Regions from separate parts of the Zea mays genome. Here region 1 is linked to region 2. Evidence: chromatin contacts called from public Hi-C data. All regions are on one chromosome and are shown on one strand. Each heading gives the region's core, a stretch centred on a gene start, on an enhancer-like site or on the middle of the called end of the contact. The rest is flanking DNA. Distances are from core to core; before and after follow the strand shown.

Region 1 (5,241 bases), core at 1,740-4,239, 130 kb after region 2:
GATGATCGCCCGGGAAAACAGTGCAACCATGAGGGTGGAATGGGATGCCCTTAGCTGAATAATTAGAGGAACCGGGGTGTAGTTCGCTTAACCGTCGTGCCGTTAATGGGGCTCGGTGTATGCGGCTCGCTCTGCCAAGGTTGGTTCGCCCCTTGGGGGGGAGTGCGGTGCATTTAGGAAACCTAACGGGCGGCTACAGCCCTGGAGAATCTTTGTAAAGGCTACGTAGTGAGACCCTGCCTATTCACCTTGGTAGTGTTTAAGGGTTTGATCGGCCCGAGGCAAGAGGGAATCACGACTTGTGGGTAAAGTGCGCAACCTCTGCAGAGTGTTATGAAACTGATATATCAGTCATGCTCGCGGTTATGAGCGGCCAAGGGAGCTCCATTGATTAGTGATACTTGATCAGAGATGTTCGGATTACAGGTGGTGATGAGGAGGATGGTTATGATTATGACTATGGTAATGGTAAGTGGTATTCTTTCCATTTGGAAAGGGTACTTTGGGTTAATAACTTGGGTTAACGCTAAAACCTGGCTTTCTACTAGTAATAATAACCTGACCAACTAAAAGCAACCGCTTGACTTAACTCCACATAAAGCTAGTCCACTATAGCCAAACGGGACATTTGCTGGGTACGTTGATGTGTACTCACCCTTGCTTTCACAAAACACCAGGTTGCCTTTGGTGCAATCTATGCTCAAGTAAAGAAGAAGGAGAACGGTGTCGAGGCGGATCTCCGGGAGTTCCAGGACTTCGACGAGTTCGAGGATTAGGCTAGCGACCTCCCCCAGTCAGCTGCCTGTGGTGGGTTGTTTACGTTGGCTACGTTTTGATTCTGTGTACTTTGATTTATATTATGTAAATAGCTCTAGTCTGTAATATTATTACTTACTCTTTATTGTAATTCGAAGCATTGTGCTATGATGAGTCATTTATGTAATCGCTGTGTACGTGAATTACTGATCCTGGCACGTACATGGTTCGCATTCGGTTTATCTTCAAAACCAGGTGTGACAACCCTCCCTTGTCATTCTAAGGAATCATACACTCTTATGAGCCAACAAAAATACCTCCCACTCATCTCTTTGCCTCTTGCTTAATCCAAATTACTACGCTAGTTAGTGCTCAAATCATCACTTGTAGACTCGTTATAATAAATACATAAGTTTTGTGCAAGCAACCAAACCTTTAGGATATATCTTAGGTCAATCACTTGTCCTCGATGGTTTGATCACTACTCTCACTTGTATTTGCATTCATATCTTGTTTTTTGAATTGTAGTTGTTTGCCTTGCTAGTTAGAGTAGCTTAATGGTAGTGGTAGTGGTAGTTGTAGTTGTAACTAGACTTAGTTACCTTGTTTAGTAGCTCTTTAGTGTAGCTCTTGTTAGTAGTAGTTTATTTGGTGTTGTACAGTTAGACTAGAAAACAAAGGTAACAAAATTGTTTTGGAGGCTTGCATTGGATGAATTAGAGCTAGTCCAAATTAGTCACTAGTAGGACCTCGTTTTTAACTATCAACCTTTGTCTAGTGGTGTGAAGTTTATAGATTTTTTTGTAGGCTATTCACCCATCCTCTAGCCATCTAGATCTTTTCATCATGTTAGTGAACCTAGACGCTCAGATCTACAGTGGAGGTTGCAAATAGGTGAAAGTGTTGAGAGGATTAAAGAGGTGTCTAAGACTATGAGTCAAAGGAAACCTGAGGTGTTAGGTGTCCGAGATGAAGGAATGAGGTGCTTCCCCCCTCTTATATAGTTGATGGGTAGTGTTACAAATGGAGAAAGAGAGGAACCTACATAGTGTCTAGTCACGAGTAAGTCTCCCTTAGTTATGCATGACGATATTGAGTCTCCAATATTGTCGTCATCCTAATGTTCTCGTGGAGAATGTCATGGGTACATCTGGCTCATTGTGGCTACTCCAGGTTAGAGTTGGTAAAACAAGGCCTCGGTAGTATATGACAAGGCCTTTCTTGTCTTCATGTTCCATATGTTGTTTAAAATGTAAAAAAATTACGTATATATATATATGTCTTTAAAACAACTTGTGTATTCCCATATAGTATTAGATGCTATAAGTGTATCTAAAAGAAAATAATGGTCAAAGTTGTATCATCATTCAATATTTTTATTAAAGGGAAGAGATCCTTCATACATGAAGTCCTGTGCCAAGTCTAAGTTTCTCTCACTAGGAAGTCATCGAAACTATGATTATAGCCTCCTTTGCCTATACTCCATCTATTATAATTTCTAATTAAGTGTTTACTTCTTGCATTTGAATTTCATCCTAAAATAAGTATATTCTTGGTATGATCTACCTAGTTTTAGTTTTTAGTCTATTTTAAACTATAAACCATTTTATTTTTTAGATATATTATTTTACTATATATCTAGACATATATAACATAACAAATATGTATTAAGAAAATTCAAAACATCTTATAATTTAAAATAAACTAGCTTGTTTTTCTTTCTACCGCACGCTAAAATAATTTAAAAGACAAAACACCTTATAATTTAGAACAAAATAGTTTTTTATACTACATGCTAAAATAATCTGGATAGATGTAACTACATAGTTTTCAAGTAACAGTGATCTCCTTAAAAAATCCTAGAACTACTTAATTAACGACTAGAAGTACACTTAATTAAGGGCAAATAGTACGTGAGACGTGGTCACATTCGGTAGTGTTTGGTTCAGCACCACCAGCGGCAACGGGAACGAAGCATGTAGTGTTTGGTTCAGCGCCACCTGCGGCAACGAGAACGGAGCGAAATGCTGCCAGTGTTTGGTTCAGCGCCACCAGCGTCAACGGGAACAGAGCGAAATGCTGCCAGTAGCTGTTGCAGTGAAAGTAATCACGTGATTTGTTTGGTTCCATTTTGTATTTGCTAAGCTCCGCATGGAATTGGCTACCACTGACATGGGAGAGGCAATGAGATCCTACAGCCCGCTATCCCATCGCGCACGGATTGGTGTAAACAAACGTGAAGCAACGGGAAGAAATAGCGGCGTGAATGAATGATTACGGGCTGAAATAGCCCCAACCAAACAACCCCATTCTTTGCTTGTAGGTTTCGTGCGATGGCTGAGTTTTCTACTCCCTGCATTTTAAATTAAAGACGTTAAGCTTTTCTTGATACATTACTTATACTACGTCTCTAGATATAATAATAATGTGTGTGCGTGTGTGATATATATCAAAAGTCATGTCTAGAAAAGCAAACAAAAACACATTATAATTTGGAATGAGGGAGTATATCATTGTTCTTTCCCTCCTGTTCCTCGGCTCTACATATTGGAGGTGGAGCCCAGCAGGGCCAGAGCCCATCTTGCCTCGATTCATTGTTACAGAGAAATATAATCAAACTTAAAGAATGTCCGATACATATGCTGTGAATGCATAATACAGTAACACGGCCACTTTTACAAAGAAAAAACGGACCTATCGCCAATCACTGGAAAGTACGAGTTACAACCGAATATATGATTGATATACCCTATATCTAGGAAGACTGACATCACAGATGGGAGGCATACTAACAAATCGAAGGGGGCATTTAACTGATAAGGCTGACGCTGAATCACCAAAACTTCGCGCCTCTCCAGTGGCAGTAACAACACCCGGCTAGTTCATCGCTCTTCCCTCCTGCAGCAAGCCATTTAACCAGTAATAATACCGGCAAGCACATCGCTCTTCCCTCTCGCAAAAATAGTGTAGACAAGGCGTATGGCATCTAGCCAGCCGTCAAGAGCCTCCCAACTATGGGCAACCTGTTGTGGGAGAGAAAAAGGAATCGGGTGAATTACGGTACTCCACACCATTTATCTTCACTAGCGGTCGTCAACTTGACTATAGTAGAGAATTGCACATTTGCCGCCCATTAACTCTAGAAGGTTGGACTGTTCAGTCAGTTGATTGAAGAACAAGCGGATTTTAAAGTGTAACCTATGTCTAGATACTGTAGAACAGATGTTACCCACTTGAACACAACAAAATATGATAGAAAAAAGATGAACAAACGAAAGGTAGCATGAGCTATCAGACACATACCAAGAACGTAGGACCATGAATAGTTTCTATACAGAGGCCAGCACCACTTGGTAAAGTTAAATCGGCACATGCTGACACTGAAACAATATCTGCAACGTTTATTCTGACAGGCTTTCTGCCCCTGTCCAAATGCCCAGGGGATTGCGATGGAGGCTGGTCAGAAGCATCAGCCTATAATTCACAGCAACAGTTAAATACGGCCATGACACAAGATACTGGAAACACCAGTAACTTCAAACTAAACAGAGTATCAATGGGGACAAGAATGCAAGAAGAAGAGGATTCACATTGGCAAAATACCTGCTGGAGGCCCTCATGATTCAAAATGAACTGTGATACCTCCCAATCCCCGTGTGGTGCGATGGAATTGTTAGCTGGAGGAGCAGTCAAATACCCCACTTTGAGATATGGCAGAGGCAACTGCATGGTATAAGATACAACAATAACAGAGGAATGTCAGTTATTTTCCTCAAGAATATGGGTTCCAGAAGAGTTCAACATACACATGGATAGCTGAACTGAAAAGCAGCTATCATATCCCAGCTACATGAACTTTTAATCATTGCTAGGTAGCTTTCAACGATAAAGCCTTTGGTCTAATACTATTAGGTAACAATATCAAACAGAATAAACTAACACAGTTCATTAAAAAATGAATTATACCATTGAGCGGACTAGTCGCAAGGCACTACGATAGACCTGCATTTGACAAAAAAAAAAATCACACTGTCAGCCAAGGAAGTTTGCAGGGAAAAAAAAGAGAGCTCCAAGGCATATGGTAGAGAAAGTAACTGGTGCGCATATATAGATACCGAGTAATTTGGCTTCAGAGCATGAGCAGCTGCAACATAGATAGCAGACTGACTGTAAAGCTCATTTGGGGAGACATCTGGCTTCCCAGATCTCATGGTATCCTCAGCTAAACCATACTGAAGCATTATAAAAGAAAATGCACGAGTGTCATTGTCATGGAACTTAAACTGTAAAAGTCATGAAATCTATTAGAAGTTTATACATAATATACTAAAACAAAGTAATTATTTTAGTCTAATCTAAGAAAAGTATATATCATTCGACATGTGAGTTATGAGGCACACCAAGACAGTTCCGAGGTTGTATATTGCCCGATGGAAATCAAATTGCAGCTGAATTGCAGCACGGAACTGCAGTAGAAGTTAGTGT
Region 2 (4,701 bases), core at 1,709-4,208:
ACAACGTAGAGAAGTACAGGATAGCGAAGAAGTATGCAAAGCGAGCGGTTAGTAGAGCCCGAGGTCAAGCCTATGACGACCTTTATCAACTGTTGGACACAAAGCAGGGAGAAAAGGATATCTATAGGATGGCCAAGATTCGTGAAAGGAAGACAAGGGATGTCAACCAAGTCAAATGCATCAAGGATGAAGCAAACCAACTATTAGTGAAGAATGAAGAGATCAAGAACAGATGGAAGGAGTACTTCAACAAATTGTTCAATGGAGGGAATGAGAGTTCTACAATAGAATTGGACGAACCATTCGATGACAACAACGGGAATTTTGTACGAAGGATACAAGAATATGAAGTTAAGGAGACGCTAAAAAGGATGAAGGTAGGAAAGGCGATGGGCCCTGATGGTATCCCTATCGAGGTATGGAGATGCCTTGGAGACATAGCGATAGTATGGCTGACTAAGCTTTTCAACACCATCTTTCGGACAAACAGAATGCCCGACGAGTGGCGGCGGAGTACGTTAGTACCAATCTTCAAGAACAAAGGAGATGTTCAAAGTTGTACTAATTACCGTGGAATTAAGGTCATGAGCCATACAATGAAGCTATGGGAGAGTCATTGAACACCGCATGCGGAAGATGACAAGCGTGACCCAAAATCAGTTTGGTTTCATGCCTGGGAGATCAACTATGGAGGCCATTTTCTTACTAAGACAACTTATGGAGAGATTCAGAGAACAAAAGAAAGACCTGCATATGGTCTTCATAGACTTGGAGAAGGCTTATGACAAAGTACCTAGGAGTGTAATGTGGTGGGCCTTGGAAAAACACAAAGTATCAACAAAGTACATTAATCTTAATAAAGATATGTTCACTAATGTTGTGACAAGTGTCCGAACAAGTGATGGAGACACTGATGACTTTCCAATTAACATAGGACTACATCAAGGGTCGGCTTTGAGCCCTTATCTTTTCGCTTTGGTGATATATGAGGTCACAAGAGACATACAAGGAGATATACCATGGTGTATGCTTTTTGCCGATGATGTGGTACTTATTGAGGAGAGTAGGAGTGGTGTTTCGCAAAGTTGGAATTGTGGAGGCAGACGCTGGAAGCAAAAGGTTTTAGGCTTAGTAGGTCTAAACAGAGTATATGAAGTGTGATTTCAGTGCCATGGGTATGAGGATGGCGATGTTAGTCTTGATGGGCAAGTGGTACCCAAGAAAGACACTTTTCGTTACTTAGGATCAATGCTTCAGAAGGAGGGAGACATCGATGAGGATGTCAGTCATAGAATTAAAGCTGGATGGTTGGAGTGGCGGCAAGCTGCGGGTGTCTTATGCGACCCCCGGGTGCCACACAAACTAAAAGGCTAATTGTACAGGACAGCAATCCGGCCGGCTATGTTGTATGGAGCAGAATGTTGGCCCACTAAAAGACGACATGTCCAACAACTAAGTGTGGCAGAGATGCGTATGTTGCGCTGGATATGTGGCCACACAAGGAGAGATCGAGTCCGGAATGATTGATATACGAGAGAGAGTAGGAGTGGCGCCAATTGAGGAGAAGCTTATGCAACATCGTTTGAGATAGTTTGGACATATCCAACGAAGACCTGAAGAGGCACCAGTGCATATCGGAATAATTAGGCGTCCCAAGAATGTGAAGAGAGGTAGAGGTCGACCAACCTTGACGTGTACAGAGGCTGTGAAGAGGGACCTGAAGGAGTGGAATATTGATAAAGAGCTCGTCGTGGATAGGAAGGGGTGGAAGTGTGCAATTCACGTGCCAGAACCCTGATTTGTAGTTTCGCTTTTCCTCTTTAATCGTTTGACCTTCTCTTGTGCCCCTTTAGATCTTGCTGGTTCTTGTGGGTTTTATCTCTTTTTATGTGTTTCCCCGTTTCGTCGTTTTTCGGTTCTCCTTTGCCTTTGTCTCCCTTTTCTTTTCTTTGGGGGTTGAGCTCTGAGGTTTTCATATGAGGTTTCATCTCTAGCCCACCCAACGTGCTTGGGACAAAAAGACTTTGTTGTTGTTGTTGTTGTTGTGGTGGTGTAGTGGTAAATTCATACTGCTTGCTACCAACAGATTTCAGGTTCGAGTCCTATGTGTTGCATCATGTTTTTCTCTCTTTTTTTCTTTCTTGAGCCATAACTCATTATTATTTCCTCCGCCACTGGCCTTAGGCCTTAGGCTTCTTAGGTGTTTGTTGGTGGATCTCTGGGTTGTGTGTGGGGCCGCTGGTGGTGGCCTGTGATTTATGGGCCGCCTTCATGACGTCTTGTATTTGGTCTTCTAAGAGATCTTTTTTTCTCTTAATATTAAGATCTGCATGACACATTATTCCACTTCGTTTTCTCCTGCAGGGCTCCACACCAGTCAACCATTCTTCGGTCAGGTCCAATACCTGCTGCAGTAGCATGTGCTCGATCTCTCTCAATCTCCCCCTCTCTCTCTATCTGCGCCAAAACAAAGATAGACCCCTTGATGGTCAGAGCTGACCATGCCTTTCAGCCTCCTTCAACTTCAACATTCCCCAGTCCCCATTGATTACTCCGAGTTTCCTCCGCCCCAACCATGAAAATGGTGATATATGTGCCTCCCTACTCCCAGCCACTGCCTGGACATCAAATAGGGTGAACAACAGAGCAATCTGTTCCAGCATGAGGTTGATGGTATGGCGTAGAGATCGTCGTTGCTATTGCAGCAAAGAATCACATGTCCTGTCCGTGGATCCTTAACATAAAAGGCAAAAGCGTCAAATTCGATAGAACAACAACTATCACATGTAAATTTCCGAACAGAAAAAAGGTTGCAAACAAGGTGAGGCGCTAGAACATTATTGAGATAGAACAAACCGCGTGATTGATTCGCTTCTCCGGGCATGCAGCTGCACCCGTTCAGATTTAAAGCACACTTTGTTTGGTTCCCTTCCCTACATATACAGGCTGAGCAGATGCAAAAAGCGACCCGGAGCCAGGGCCGTAGGAGATGCCCGCGGGCAGGCCAGGCGCATGTGGCTGGCTGCATGCACTGGCACACAAATTGAGAAGGCTTTTTAGGTTGTTTTTCATTATATCTTCTAATTAAAAGATTTCATCGTCAAACTAATTTCATATTTGTGTCCTTGAGATTTTTGTGAACAAAACTAGACCATTCATACTCTATATATATATAATTGTGTAATCACATATTCATCTGTCCAGCCAACCAAACAGCGTCTGCACCAGTCTGCATGAGTCTGTACAAACAACCAAACAAATATGTCTTGCATGAGCTCAACCAAATGCTGCTCATCCTGGCTCGGCTCAGATAGCCTAGCTAGACTCCTACTGGCAAGCAATCAGACAGAAACAGCGCTGAGCGCACATCAGCCTGGGCCAGCAGCGAAACTCCCTCCCCGCCTTCCCCACGCATGCAGGCGGGAGGTGGAAAAACCACCTGGGTTGCATGCGCATGTACGAGCTCGTTTGGGTTGCATGCGCATGTACGAGCTCGTTTCGTGTCGTACAATCAATCAAACACAGACACGTTTCAAATCAACGCATCTACTCAATCTGGATATAGCCATCGTGGCAACCAATCACGCCCAAAGTGTCGGAGGTAGGATGAATGGAGGAGGTATTTCGACTAACATCAGGTATAGTGTTATTGGCAGTTGATGGGACTTGCTGGGCTGGGCCTATTGGACACTGAGCAGATCGTCAAGTTGTCTCTATAAAAGGGACACCCTTGTATCAGTTGAAATTAAGCAGAAAATAGATCAAAGAAGTCAGAGCCTCCAAGGAAGAGTGAGTCACAGATCTATCTGCTATACCATCTACCAATCAATAGATCACATCATGGGAAGTTTCCCATCAGATGTCTGTCTGGGTACCAGCAAATGCCCTTCAAGTATCCATCAATTAATACGAGGTACTATTAAGCAATAATCATTTCACAAATTGATCTAACGTGGTAGAAGGGTAATAATTAGCAGGTCTAAAAATTAATGCCTTCAATATAGATATTTTTAGGGCTCATTTCCAATCTCAAAAACTCCAAGTGCTGCAATGGAAGTATGCAATCTTCTTTTCACCACAAAAAATGAAATTATTTTACTGCAATTCTGGGGAAATTAGAGCAAAACATAATCATGGGAAAGAAAAGGTATACCATCAGCTTAGGATTAACAAAATAATCACCAGTGCTGGCAGATTTTCTTAACAGTGAACCCTGATAAAACCAATAGTTAACCACGAAGTCATGACTGTAACCTTGTGAATGGTAACCATGATCTAAATGGAAGCAACCTCACCTCTGGTGATTTCCGGGAGAGACTACTAAGTGGACCTTCCTGAACCTGCAAAGTAAAGATTGACTCTTCAAAATTTTATACTCGATTTAAGTAAAGAGTAATGTTAAGTTCAATTGTATATCCACCCACTTCAATTACCTTTGCAAGATCGACATTCTCAGATGTCACTGAGAAGCGACCTTTAATCTCTACTACACTTCGTTTGGACTTATCGCCTGATGAATCTACATAACCTAGAATGAGCAAAAGAAGGTTAATGTCCAAATGGCACAACAAATACAAACAGCAGATATATTGCCAACGGCATAATTTAGTACCAAAGCAGGTGACCACATGGGCACAGAGCTAGGAACTCTAAATCTAATTCCTGCTTATTAATTAAAAAAGAAAAAAAATATGTCCTCAT

What was found. A called contact is a pair of places that touch in the nucleus more often than the background predicts.
Region 1: a Hi-C map of ear shows a contact between it and region 2, with 2.3 times the contacts expected there. The contact joins two enhancer-like sites. A contact is called at or near these places in 3 of 25 Hi-C or Micro-C datasets (ear and leaf).

What each region holds. Positions count from the first base shown.
Region 1 is chr5:22,533,467-22,538,707 of Zm-B73-REFERENCE-NAM-5.0, forward strand. It overlaps LOC100274434, which reads right to left. Exons shown (of 14, transcript NM_001148793.1): 9 at 5,157-5,222; 10 at 4,872-4,988; 11 at 4,723-4,758; 12 at 4,360-4,479; 13 at 4,060-4,230; 14 at 3,306-3,779. The coding sequence ends at 3,669. Among protein-coding and RNA genes, the nearest start is that of LOC100274434, 7.6 kb to the right of the region's middle. Within about 2 kb of position 2,990, at least 10 of the 20 cell types and tissues checked have an H3K27ac peak or open chromatin away from gene starts, as enhancers often do. A contact at or near this core is called in ear, where this site is marked.
Region 2 is chr5:22,401,718-22,406,418 of Zm-B73-REFERENCE-NAM-5.0, forward strand. It overlaps LOC100275018 (putative protein kinase superfamily protein), which reads right to left. Exons shown (of 22, transcript NM_001350147.1): 14 at 4,434-4,528; 15 at 4,296-4,340; 16 at 4,154-4,213. Among protein-coding and RNA genes, the nearest start is that of LOC100275018, 22 kb to the right of the region's middle. Within about 2 kb of position 2,959, at least 12 of the 20 cell types and tissues checked have an H3K27ac peak or open chromatin away from gene starts, as enhancers often do. A contact at or near this core is called in ear, where this site is marked.